Regions from separate parts of the Zea mays genome. Here all the other regions are linked to region 1. The links are chromatin contacts, called in public Hi-C maps. All regions are on one chromosome and are shown on one strand. The core of a region is the stretch at or near the end of the contact, and the rest is flanking DNA. Distances in the headings are between cores, read along the strand shown.

Region 1 (4,626 bases), core at 974-3,473:
AATCCCGGCGGGCTATGAACCTATAAATATCATGTCAAAATATAAGGCCTATATGACCTAAAAAACAAGTTTGAGAATCTAAAAATACACGTAAAATGAAAGTAACCCGTGTTCCGATTTTTACGAAAATTTATCATTCTGTTCCGACCACGTAGGTGCGTTTGGTTGCAATGACAGGATGTCATGGAACGGGACGATCCCTCAAATAAGATTGTTTGGTTCAGGGTCAGAGGTTGGGATAGGACTATCCCAGTGTTGCCCTAGTTATCCCTCAAAATTAGAGGGACGAGAGAGAACGCCAGGAAACGTCCCCGTCCTAGCTATCCGGTAACCAAACGCAACCAAGGAGGCAAAAGTTAGAGAGGGAAATGCTTCGGGAGCAGGAAATTAGCGCGACCAACAACAAAATAAAGAATGGACAGCGAGGCGGGTTACTGTACAGCGGTGATGTATATTGGAAACCTTTGTATCAATGTCAGTCTCTGACAGTGGTTACCTATTTGATCGTCGATCTCATTGACAAATCTAGAATATAAGCATTGATCTCATTGACAAATCTATCACTGACAGTTGTAGCGAGGGATTGTGTTAATGACTTTTGTATCAACACCAATACAATATCAATATCACACAAGTAGATTATTATCCTACAGATTTGACAAGGCGAATGTAACCTAGCGCACCAATGAATTAAAGTATAAGGGTTGGCCAGCCCATGCATGTGTAGATATGCTATTCAAATGATGGATCGACGACCAATGATTGCTTGGACGATCCAGCGTGATACTTGCACGATGCATATCGACAACCTGGCGTTGTCCATGTCGTCGTGGAGAAAACATACAAACAAAGGTTAACTGATGATGCATATCGTCCATTTACAGTGTCGCCCCATGCATACAGTGGACACGTACGTCCCGCTCCTGACCTGACCTGACCACGTGAAACACGTACCCGTACGTACGCACATGTAATATTATAGCATAGTGACATTCTTGAATAAAATTCTAGCTTAGCCCTCGTCTGCTCTCTGTAGCAGTATAATCTGTTGTTCAAATCCATCGACCTTATCTACTGTAGGCCTAACGAAATTAATGTTGCACGCTACCCTATAATTACAAATTTTTATATGTGTATATATATTGTCATATCCAGTTATGACGATAAAACGAAGCTTATTGTGGCTTTAATCTGGTTGTGGCTTCTACAGTATTTTGTCTCTATAGATTGCAGATGCAGCAGTCTGAATAGCTACAGTAGCTGCGGCTACAGGGCAGCTCAACACGAATTATTGATGTATGTGTTTTGTATGTGTCAAGATTTATTATCATCTATTTGAATATAGACATGAAAACCAAGATCTAAAACGACTAATATTATGGGACGGAGAGAGTACATAATACAACACTAGCCTACGTTGTGGCTAGTGCAAATTATTTTAGAACAGTCAGTGGAAATATATTTCCACTCGTGGTTCTTTTAAAGCAATCGCTGGCTAGTGGAAAAGGGCTTTTCAGTGGAAATCGATGTTCTTAGGGTTTCCAATTGTATAAGGTGAAGAGCTAGTCTCTTCATGTTTTGTCGAAATCATGTAATCCTTCAAAAATCCTCGGCATAACAAGTGAGAAACGATAGGTTTTGTGTCATCAAATACACAAATAGTTTTGCAGTTCATACATGATAATCACTATACGCACTCACTTGAGTCTAACTTGCCACGTAATACATTGGGCAGGTAAAAACAACATTAATATCCAACGTACTATCTCTGTCGTCCAGAAAAAAAAAATGTAAATAGTGCTTGAAGCTATTGAATTCCCCAACTTTTAGTTGATGTACAAACAATATTTGGGCCATATATATACCCTAATAAAGTAAATACTCATCAAGTATCGGGTTGCGGGTACCCATTGCCATCTCTAGTCTATACATTTAGGGGGTGTTTGGAGATAGCTCAGGTTCCAGCTCCTGTGTAGAGTTGTAGTTTATAATATCAATTTAAATAGTTTTAGAAATATTTTTAATATAAATAATAAACAAAATGACTTATCTAAATGTCTTCTAAAATCTTAGAGCTTTCATTCCACATATTTGTAGAGTCGAAGGTGTCCCAAACATATCTTTAATTTGGTTCCATACACAGTGGTCACGTCAGGCTCCTGGCCACGTGAAGCACATCCATACGTGTTGAGCCTGCATTGCTGGAGAACGTGATGTCAAACCTTCCGACATACGTACACGTGGTTGGCAGGTAACGAAAGCATTCATTTAAAGAGTAGTACGTAGTACTACATCTGCCCTAAAACTAAATGTGTGTCCTTTTTTTTGGAAATTTGGTCCCATACACAGTACTGTATATATATACAGCGAACTTGATCGCAATTTGCACTCGGCGATCTTATCTAAGTACTCCCTCCGTTTCTTTTTATTTGTCGCTGGATAGTGTAAGTCGCTGGATAGTGTAATTTTTACACTATCCAGCGACAAATAAAAAGAAACGGAGGGAGTACATAGTTTCTGGCCCACATGCATGTGCACCTTCACGATAACATAGAATGAGTTTATAGGGTTTACACTGTGCAGTTTATAAATTAGACTAGGACAAGACTCAAAGTAGATCCAAGAAGCTACTAGCTAGATTTTATTCTAATGCATACATCAAATTACTCCATCTTCTATTTTAAATTGTAAGTAATTTTATTTTTTTAATAGTCAAGATGTTATATAAATTTGATCGAAATTATAGAGAAGATTACAAAGATTCATGACATCAACTAGATACACTGGAGACATATAATTCATGAATAATGTAGCACACCTTGTTTATTTAATATCATAAATATTAGTATTATTTTATTATAAAAATTTAGTTAAACATAAGATTCTTCGATTCTTGAAGAAAGTTGGAATGAGTCGTAAGTTAATTTAGTTAGTCTATCTCGGGTAGCTTACCATCATCTCTATCTCTTATTATGAACTCTACTTTATAAACAATACAGACTACAGTATAAAACAGTGCTTAGCACGGCCATATGCACGATCTGTTGGACATAGCATTAAGATGGTGGGAGTAACCGTTAGTAGTTCAACTTACCATCATGTGCATGTGTTTGGCAGGTAAAAGCATTAATCTCCTATGTACTGGGGCTATTCGACTGAACCAAAGGCTATTCCTAGTGGACAGTGATAGTCATTTAATACATGTCATGTATAATGAAAGATGATGTGGCATGTGAGTAAAGAGGAAAGAGAATAAAACAGTATCTTGAGAGGGATACCACTCACGCACGAGATCATAGGGATTGAAACTAATATGCGTGGTCCTGTCACACCCGGGCTTTAAGGGACAAAGCCGGGTGCATCTCATACATGCGCCAAGAAGACAACATATATAATAACAGAGTGTATAGAGATAAATGTCATAAAACATCAGAGTATTTATTACATAGCGGAAGTCTTATTACAAAATAAAATATAAATATAAAACGAACCAAGGATCGTCGTTGGCGCCAATGTCAACTGAGAAACGTCACCTAGATCAGATCAAACTCCTCACTTTGTGGCTCCTCCTGAACCACCTGTTCTTCTCCTGTGGGGGTGTGAGACAGCAAGGGTGAGCTCACACATGTTCATCGCTCAACAAGTTGTGGGGAATAATGTGACATGAACTCACCAAAGGTGGGAGCTCATGAAGTGTAAGGCTTATCAAAGAGAATGGTTAAAGCTGAGCATTGCTTTTATAAGTTGGTCAAAATTTTATTAGCAATTACTAAGTGTAAGTAAATACCAAACCATAATAAGAATAATAGAACAAAATTAATAATAAACCCATGCAAATGCAAATGACAGATTGAGTTTAGGTTCCATAATTTAATCATCGGAGAGTCCTGAGCCGCTCATGACCGTGAGCTCGGCTAGTATACCAGTTTTACACTCTGCAGAGGTTGTACCCTTTACCCACAAGTCGTGTATCCCATGTCACCAGGGTTAGCTAGGCCCTTAGACACTACCGAGGTGAATGGCTAGGGATCCACTACGAGGCCTTTACAAAGTTCCACTAGCTTCCGAAAACCCGCTACAGTTTATGGGAAGAGCACTTGCAAGAATCCCCCGTCTGACCGCCATCGCAGCAAAATCAACCCGAGAACCTCCTTGCATGCAATCCCCTACTGCCCTTGCCCCTTTCAGGTAAGATAGTCTTCCACTAGCTTTCCTAGTTAGTTGGCCAAGGGCGTCCCATTAAACCCTTGTGGCGGCACGTGTTTCTCAAGTTAAGCTCCATGTTCCAACTAACATTTAATGATATTGACATGAACATAAATAACATAAAAAAATAACTGGAACATGGATATAATAAAATATTATCCCAAAACCATGTAAAGCAATAGAAAAACTACCCAAGTGATTCAGGGGTAACAAGGTAAAGGGATAAAGAATCTAGGGTGACCTATCGGGTCCCATCAAAATTAAGCCTATGCATGGTAAATGATTATAAAGAACATTATTGGGTAACAAAAGTGAATCAAGGGCACAACTTGCCTGGCACTTGAGATTCCAGGTACCAATTTACTTTTCAGATGACACGTGTCCTCGCGCTAGTCGTAGCAATACAAGCAAACATGGTAT
Region 2 (4,626 bases), core at 1,550-4,049, 350 kb before region 1:
GTAAATATTCTTGTTCCTTATTTTTCCCTTCATATATATCGTGCACCTTGTGAAACCTTGTCTCACCCTCCCTTTTACCCCTACCCAGATGATGAATCCCATTGGTGATAAAGTGGATGATGCCAACGACAAGATTCCAACCCCAACGGTTATGAACAAGAAATATGAGTCACATGGATATATGTTGAATGGAATGAAGAACAACAAGAGGACCAGAAGAATCTTTGGGTACAAGATTAAACCACCTCAACCACAAGCAAAAGCCTTGAAACTCATGAATACCCAAATAGGAGAATCAAATCAGGCTGAATTATTCAATATGCAGACAACTAATCAAGCATCATCTGTTGGCAATCAAACAAGTTGACTTGCAGAGAGGTCAAAGCAAGACGTGCTTGTTTCTACTACAAGGAAGAAGGGCATTTCATTCGCCAATGTCCCAAGAAGTGTCTAGATCGACTTGATAAGGCCTCAAAGCAGAGCTCAACTAGTGGTAATCAAGAAGATGATCTGCATGTCAACACCCGTGCAAAGCACAAAGTAGTTCACACATACACTGAAAGTGGTGACTTGCTAGGCTTTCACGTCGAGCCGGGGGTGTGATGAGTTTCTTGTTAAGTCGACATATTTGTTTGTAAGGTCATGTGAACAACCTATGAACCAACCTTGTTGTTCTTGTTAGCCTCTTCTTGAATCCTGGGGCGAGATTCCTGTTAAGGGGGTTAGGATTGTAACACCCTGAATTTTGGGGTATAAAAATTCCTTTGCTCTATACTCAAAATTCAGGTGTTACTCTCTCATTTTTCTTCTCTTTTCTCCTTTTTATAAATAATGTAAAGTTACTTTGTTTTATATATAAGTGTTAAGCCTAGTAAAATATGACCCTAAGGGAGTAGTGTAATGTTGCATCATGCTAGAGCATATATTTTGGCTTATGAATTTGCTTGATGTGCATTCTTTTATTTTTGTGAATCATGCTTGAGTATGAATTCAAATAGAAAAGAAGAGGAAAGGAAATAACACAGAGAAAAGAAAAGACCCACCCACCCCCCAATCGGCATGCCCTTGGCCCGCACTATAGGTGTACATTTGGGCCGGGCCTGGTGGGCTGGCCCGAAGCACGGAAAAAAGCACGGCCCAGGCACGGCACGACCCGAAATAATTTAGTGCCGGGCCGGCACGGCCCGTTATATCGGGCTGGGTTTGGGCCGAGGTCACGGCCCATGGGCGGGCACGAGCACGGCCCGTTTAAGGCATGCACGAAATGGCCCATATAGAGGCACGAAAAGGCCCATATATGTAATAAAACCACACTTCATTCCACACTTTCATATACTTGATAAAAAACACAAAACTAGAGATAATGCTAGTTAGATGTTTTTTGTAGCTTTGAATTAGAGTGTGTGATGTAATTTTGCTTTTGTTATGAACATTAGACAATAAACTGAACTTACGAACTTTGTATAGAGCTGATTATACTCTTTTTCCTTCTAACAAAATGATTTATAAACGAGGTAGTCTTTGCATAGCTGTGGTAACTTTAATACAAATATTAAGTTTGATTTTGTTCAAATTTATTTGTCTTATCTTTTATTTGTTTTATTATTTTTTTAAATTCAGGGCTCTAATGTGAATTTTGGGCCGAAAACTGAATTTCGGGCCAAAAATTGAATTTCGGGCCGTAATGTGAATTTCGGGCTTTTATAATTTCGGGCCGCCCGAAATGAGCCCGGCACGTTTAAGCAATTACGGGCCGGGCCGTGGGCCGAGGGCTAGGCCCATGGGCCGGCCCGGCACGGCTCGAAATTCAAACGGGCCGGGCCGGCCCGAAATTCAAACAATACAGGCCTTTTCGGGCTTGGGCCAGGCCGGGTCGGGCGGCCCGTATGTACACCTATAGCCCGCACACCCCCTCCCCCTCCCCAACCCGTGGCCTGCCATAGCCTAGCTCGCGTGGCCCGCTACGCTTCCCGCATGCGCTGGCCTGCATCACCCCTAGCCCTGCCACCTCCCTAGCCAGCCTATTCTGTGTGACCCACACCCTGCGCGCAGCCCACACATGTTATGGCCCAGCCGCCCCGCCCCGCCCGCGCCCAAGCAACGCGCTTTCACACGCGCTCGCCCAGCGCCGTCCTACGCGCTCGCCCAGCGCCACCGGGCCCTCCTATCATCCGGATAGGAATGGCTTCCTATGCTTCTACGCAAAACCGCCTCAGCGGGCAGCGCCCACTTCCTCCCCCCTACACTATACATGTCCAACAGGTCGTGCCGGGCCGGGCCGGCCCGGCATGGGCACGGCTGGGTCCGGCATGAGGGGCGCCAGTCAAAGCCCGGCACGGTTCAGTGTCGTGCCGGCCCGGCCCGCGGGCTGGCTAACGCAGTCCAGGCCCGGCACAGTTATTCTTATACGGGACGTGCCAGGCCGAGGGCACGACGGGTCTGTCGTGCCTGGTCAGGGTCCGGACCCGTAAACACAAAAAACACTCTAAAATTCAGAATTTAAGGATAATATTCAAATTTAGTTTAGATTCAATTAATTATATTTATAATTTTAGATACATACTTAGATAAAGAATTTTAGATACACATAGAAACACATATAATAATTCAGAATACTCTTATATAATAATATATTATCAGTATTATAACTAAAAACAGATTGACAGTTACAAAATATATTCCTAAAACGGGCCGTTATCGTGCCTACCAATTAACTGTGTCGGGGCCGTGCCTGCACCGCGGGCGAGACGGCCAGCCCAAGCCCGGCACGGCTATCGGACCGGGCCGGTCCGGGCACGGTTCTAATCGGGCCTGGCCGTGCTCGTGCCGGGTCACGAGCCTACTGCCGGGCCGGCCCATTTGGACATGTCTACCCTACACCAGTTTTGACATCGCTCTACCTCCACGCATAGCTTCCCAGGCGAGGAGGTGATCCTTCACACGATCTTACGCAGGCGAGAAGTCCATCTTCTTCTTCCTCTCTCCACGCGCCCTCCGCTCCTCTCGGTCTGCTCGACGAAGCCCTCGCACGATCTCTGATGTGTCTCCCTGCAGACCAGGGCATGGCGCCCCCAGCACTCGCGAGTCGCGACGCCCACGGTCGGCTCCCGGTTCCCAGGCAATGGTGGTCGACGGGTGCATTGGGCGGCGTGGCCCCACGACCCCATGCGGTGTGCGCTTGCCTGCTTTGTTCGGCCAAGCCCCCTGTGCTTTATGATTTTTTTCTGTGCGGTTGCAAATTGGAGAGAGAAGGAAGAAGCTGGCCACTTTTAATCCCACTAGTTATGATTTTTCTGCATACGTGACTCATGTGGCCCTACGCGTGGCATATTTATGGCTAATAGAATTGTGCCACGTCATCTTAAGTCAGTGATCTATTAAATATGTGATAATTTTTGCGTTATAAACCCGATTCACTACGCTCAAGTTGTGTTAGGTTCATATTATTGCTGCCTATGTGTTAAAATTATTAGTTCATCATTTCACATTTTTTAAATAATTTATTAAATATTTGTTTCACTAATGTCTTTAAATTAGTTTTACAATTGAAACTAATTTATAGTTTATCAATTGTGCTTTATAAGTAAATGTTAACTTGTTTAGTATAAACATGTTATCTGTTAGTGGTTCCAGGGGCGAAGGACACATTATGGCCTATTATGGCCTAAGCCATACCAAAAAAAAGGCCCAGCTTCCATATCGCGCATTCGCGCTGGCACCCTGGCGCTAACCCTCACCGCCCGCCGCTCACGAACACAGCCGCCGCCCGTCGCTGTGCCCAGCCTTCCGCCGTCCGCCGAGCCGCCGAGGGGAGACCGAGCCTTCCACCGCTGCCCGCTGTGCCCAGCCTTCTGGCCACGCGCTGACGCCGTCCGCAGTCCGCCGCTGTGTCGAGCCGCCGAGCCGCCGACCGCCGCTATGCCCACTGCCCAGCAGCCCCAACCTTCCGGCCTTCTGTGCCGAGCCGGCGAGCCAGCGTCCGCTGCTCGGCTGCTGTGCACAGGTGGCCAGGCGCTCAGCCTTCCGGCCACGCGCTGACGTGCCCACGCGGGTCACGCCACGCCTGTGACTTCCACGGTCCGCCGGTCCGCCGCTGTGCGCCTGTGCCTTCCGAGCTGTAACAGTAAGCAAAGCAAAATCATAGGTATGACAGTTACATGTTTTATAGCAATTTATTCTAATTTTAGATAATGTTTTATTTCTTTATATATCGCGAGTTGTTCTACAAGTTGATTGGTTGTGTGCTAAATATTATTATACGGTCCAGTTGTGTAGAGCCATACCAAAATTTTTTTTGTCCTCCGCCACTGAGTGGTTCTCGTGTCGTCGTGTCATCCACGCTCTGTTTCGCGCATTGTCGCGCATCGCACATGTCATTCGCGTGTGCCACGCGTCGTTCGCATGTGGTATTAAATTGTTCACTTATAATTCCTCATGACAGTTAATTAACTATTAGTTTAACCGTCCATTATTATAATAGTAAGTTAGTCAAAACTATGTAGTAGTGTTAATTTATATTTGATAATTATAAATTAATATAATTATGTCGAATTAAATGTTCTAACCAATAATGGTTTAGCGTAAGTGCGATACTTTCTTGACCGTAGCTCCGATTTCCGCATTTCT
Region 3 (4,626 bases), core at 1,083-3,582, 330 kb after region 1:
GGGTGCTGCTCCCAAAAACATGGCAGCCCATAGCAAGCAGGATCAGCGGCAAACCTTGAAGTTTGGTTTCTCCAAAATGGCTCCTTCCAAGGTGGATATCTTGAGGATACCATTCAATTCGTTTGCAATTCAGGACTTTGCTCCAGATATATGGTCACATGACAATAAATTGTTGAGATGTTAAACGACAATTGGCAAATCTTGCATTGTTGTTGAATCTGCTGCAAATCTCTACTACTTATTAAGGTTGTAATAGTAGTCTGTGCTGCAAATCTCTACTACTTATTAAGGTTGTAATAGTAGTCTGTCATTCCCTGTTCTGCCTTTCCGATTCTCTCCTTCCCGCACTGTACTACGTCTAGCTAAAATTAAAAAAATACGCATGACCCCAAGGGGATTCGAACTCACGACTTCTCAAGCAAATGCTTGCAGTAGTTACCGCTACACCACATGCATGTTTATGTCTACATTTATAACATGAAACACATCTACTACATCTCTCCTCAAGCTCACCTGCTACCTTTGCACAATGCGTAGTAGTAGATAAGTATCACCGAAATTCTTGAATTATATTTTTGGATGGAGGGAGTAGTATTTAAAGAAAAGCCTTGCATGCAATTTCTTTTGTTTGAATAATGTTTTCAACTTAAATTTCTTTTTTGCATGCGTGACATTTATTTTTTCGTAATATTTTTTTCATGGATCTGACTTGTGAGTCATTTTTATAAACCAACGCTAAATATTAATCCATGTTTCTTACTTGAAAACCCCGAACAAACACCATTAGCAGGAGGCACTCGCGTTGGGGTCGCTCATCGACGACGAGAAGAAACTTGGCGACTGTCAGTTCGACCTCTAGAAACAGTCTTACGTGGCTACATGTGCCGCTATGTACGACAAGCTCCGGCGCAGCCACCGCTTGGACGCGGTGCAGAGCGGTTGCTCCGCGCTGTCCATCGTCAAGCAGGGGGGGCTCATGGTCGTCACCAACGTCGGCGACTCTCGGGTTGTTCTAGGCATCGCTTTCGACGACGACGCCATCACATCGTCCAGCTCATCGTCCACCTAAAACCCAACCTGCCACGTAAGTCGCTACTGACCGGCCATGAATTCTTGTGCGTTGGGACGATGGCCGTTGTTGACGTTGTGTGAGTGTCGTTGAACATGATGTATGTAGAGGAGTAGCGCATCTGGTGGTGCAACGGCCAGGGGTACTACCATACTGATGAGCCCAGGGTGCACTTCGTTTTACAGCCCAACCAAGAGTCATCAGTACTCGGTATGTCGCGCGCGTTCGACGACTACTATATCGAGGACCGTGGCGTCTTCTTGACGCAGGAGGTGACGCAGAGGAGGGCCGACAACAATGACCAGTTCGTCATCCTCGCCACCGTTGTGGTAGCTTTTGTGCCGACTTGCCTTTAATTTTCTTCGCAAACACACACAATTGTCTTTTTGTTTAAGCAAAAGTGTATAGTGGTACGTGTCTGATGACTAATGATGTACGGGAGAATTTCTTCCTGCATGTGTGGAACGTGCTCTACAATGATGAGACCATGCAAATCGTGACATATATCGAAGTCTCCATGATACTGATGGTTGCAATGTAGTGGTGAAACAGATAGATTAAAATAACAAAATTTATGTATGGCCAGAATCACAAATTGATTATAAAACATTTTCTCGTAACAGTATAACACATATTTTGTATATAAGTTATCGTAGTATACCGGTATTATATATTCCCGTTGCAACGCACGGGCACTCAGCTAGTTCTAGTTGAATTAGACTACATAAAAATTGGATTTTGCTTTTCTAGAACCTCCAATGCTTAGTGTTACTGCAGTTCCAAATATAGAAAACAGGAGTATACATCTACACATTACATGCCTCTGCAGTCTTGATTTTTTGTTCGATTAAAACTCAGAACACTGTCGTGGCATTACAACTCTAAAATAATTTGTCATTTTCAGAATTTATTGAACATTTATTTTTTAGAGCAATACGTATGCCTGTAATAGTTAAGTTGACCATCTTTTCATTGCATGTGGGGCTGGGTATTTTGAACCCGTTACCCGAACGTGAATAGACTGAATTGGTCGGATTACAGTTTTTGGGTTTCGGGTTCGGTGCACAAATGGTATCTATTCTGTTATCGGGTTTTAGTGCGGCTAACCCGAATAGACCCAAATAACCGAACAACAGTAAGAAACCCAATCTCCACCTCAGTCAAACTGCCTGTCAGCCATCGAGCCACGGCCCAACCCAAGGCCTATGCGTTGGGCGAGCTCCGCGAGTGGGCCGTGCGCGGCCTGACGGATGGATCCATGGACGGGGGCAAAGGGCAAATGCGGCAACCGGCACAGCTGAAAGGCGAGCGCGAGCAGCCAGAGAAGCTGGAGCCTGGAAGGGGGGGGGGGGGGGGGGGGGGGGGGGGGGGGTGGGGGGGGGGGGCATGGCGACGGTACGACGTACGAGTTCAAATTTTCTTCCCGCACAGTTTATTTATTAGCTTGTCCATCACTCTAGCAGCTTCGATAATCCTCGCTTTCTGAGGAAGTAAGATTAAGAGTACCAAGCGAATCTGGGCATGAGTGTAGTTTTGTATTTGTTAATTGATGGACTTATTTGCTTGTTCGGGTTCTGAACCAACCGAATATACCGAACCGAATTTTTTCGGTCTATTAGGGTTCGGTTCCTGTAAATTTCCGATTTTTTTTTTAATCCGAAGAGACCGAACAGAGTAAACCGTATAACCCGAATGCTCAACCCTAATTGCATGTACAGGTTATAGTTGGTAGTGCCAGCAAGAAGCCAAAGGTGGTAGTGCTTAAACAAGGAAAACAACATCAAAGGCCAATGAAAACATGAGGTGTCAAGCATGTATCACCTTCTGTTGTGCCACGGGCTTGGCCCCCCTCTACGGATCCTGGCATCATCCAACAACCTCATATGAACAAACTGAGACTCGAAAACAGCACAGCCAATTGTATGAACTTTTGAGGGTACATTGTACAAGGAAATCTGTATGGTTCTTGCTGGATTTTGGAAGCTATTTATAACCAATCGTCCTTGTAGGCAGACAATGCCCTTCAATTTGGGAGACACCTTTGTAGTCTGTACTATCATTGTTGGCTTTTAATGTAACACACGCCTTTGTATTAGATGCTACTGTGTTGAGTCACATTTTGTCCGCCAAAACTGGAAGCTTGCTGGGGACGACCTTTTTGTTGTTGGGTTGCCCTTCTCTTTTTGTGAGATGGGATGTCACTGCTTCGTTCAGTTCTAGTCACTTTTGAACAAAACCATGTGATTATGCTTACGTTTGAGTTGTTGAGTTGCATAAACTTGCACTTTCAGTAAGTTTGCCAGCTGTTGCAAAAAATGGCAACTTTTTTCCAAGAAAAAAAAATGGATGGGCTTTGGAGCCCATGATGGAGCAGTTGGCCTGGTGGATCTGTGGTCTTGTGTTGTGGTGGTCCATGACCATGAGAAACGATACATTTACAGGTAACCATGCCTCTTCAGAGAAGAGAGTTACTCACATTTACATGTGGATGGCCTGCACCTGGGCTTCATCACACCTCGACAACTAGTTATTGCACAGCACAGATCTGTGGCATGGCCATGGCCATGGCCATTTGCATGCAGCAGCAAGTCAGTGCGTGCAGTGCAAGCATGTCAGAACCAATCAGGTAGGTGTATACACATCAATCCAAATTCAATGAGCAGACTGATCTCATCCAAGGGATTGGTCCCTGTGCCACATTTTCAATCTTTTTTCCGTGGCTGCATTGTATTCAGACACAAAGAGAGCTGGTCCTGCATATTGCACAATGTTTGGTTGGGGCATGGTGCCATGCGAACCAGCTGCTAGCTCATCCTGAAGATGTACATGTCATGATGCAAGACCAGACAAAACTCCAAGCACAAATCTGGCAGGCACGTCAACATTGTAGCATTGATCTGCATAGCGTCTTTTTCACTTTTTCAAGGTGGCTTGGAATAAAGACTGAAGTTTGGTATCCACGAAATATGATTGTTTCACTTAGGCCTGTTTGTTTCAGCTTATAGATTATATAATCTAAATTATATAATCTAGATTATAATCTAGATATATTATAATCTACATGTAGTTGTTTGGTAGTTTAGATTATACAAATGTACATTATTCACAAAGACAACAATACCCTTGTTTGTTTATTTGAGGTGAGAGAAAAATGATAGTATATATTGTAATTTCTATTTACATAACCATGGGTAGTGGGTCTTTTACCAAAATAATCTCAAATAAGTTACTCTTGAGGAGATTATGAGATTATCATAATCTGGACTTTAGATTATATAATCTGAACCCATAATCTAGTTGTTTGTTTACCTAATAGATTATTTACGCTAGATTATATAATCTGGAGAGATTATAATATATCTGAAACAAACAGGACCTTAATTAGCCCGCCGCCCCTCCAGGAGACCGTGGATGTGATCATGCAAAACATTGTTTTGTACTATAGATTGAGAAGAGGTGAGACAGGAAAGCTACCGGAGACAACCTTATGCAACTTTTATTTATTTATTTATTTATTTATTTATTTATATTTTTTACAACCGTCATGCCAGTGTTTC

What was found. Hi-C and Micro-C count contacts between places; a contact is called where the count stands out from the background.
Region 2: a contact with region 1 is called in a Hi-C map of tassel, with 2.6 times the contacts expected there. The contact joins two enhancer-like sites. A contact is called at or near these places in 2 of 25 Hi-C or Micro-C datasets (ear and tassel).
Region 3: a contact with region 1 is called in a Hi-C map of ear, with 1.8 times the contacts expected there. The contact joins two enhancer-like sites. A contact is called at or near these places in 2 of 25 Hi-C or Micro-C datasets (ear and tassel).

Annotation. Positions count from the first base shown.
Region 1 is chr10:94,285,263-94,289,888 of Zm-B73-REFERENCE-NAM-5.0, reverse strand. No RefSeq gene overlaps it. Among protein-coding and RNA genes, the nearest start is that of LOC103641408, 63 kb to the right of the region's middle. Within about 2 kb of position 2,223, at least 14 of the 20 cell types and tissues checked have an H3K27ac peak or open chromatin away from gene starts, as enhancers often do. A contact at or near this core is called in ear and tassel, where this site is marked.
Region 2 is chr10:94,634,189-94,638,814 of Zm-B73-REFERENCE-NAM-5.0, reverse strand. No RefSeq gene overlaps it. Among protein-coding and RNA genes, the nearest start is that of LOC100285397, 120 kb to the left of the region's middle. Within about 2 kb of position 2,799, at least 7 of the 20 cell types and tissues checked have an H3K27ac peak or open chromatin away from gene starts, as enhancers often do. A contact at or near this core is called in ear and tassel, where this site is marked.
Region 3 is chr10:93,958,922-93,963,547 of Zm-B73-REFERENCE-NAM-5.0, reverse strand. No RefSeq gene overlaps it. Among protein-coding and RNA genes, the nearest start is that of LOC103641406, 52 kb to the right of the region's middle. Within about 2 kb of position 2,332, at least 15 of the 20 cell types and tissues checked have an H3K27ac peak or open chromatin away from gene starts, as enhancers often do. A contact at or near this core is called in ear and tassel, where this site is marked.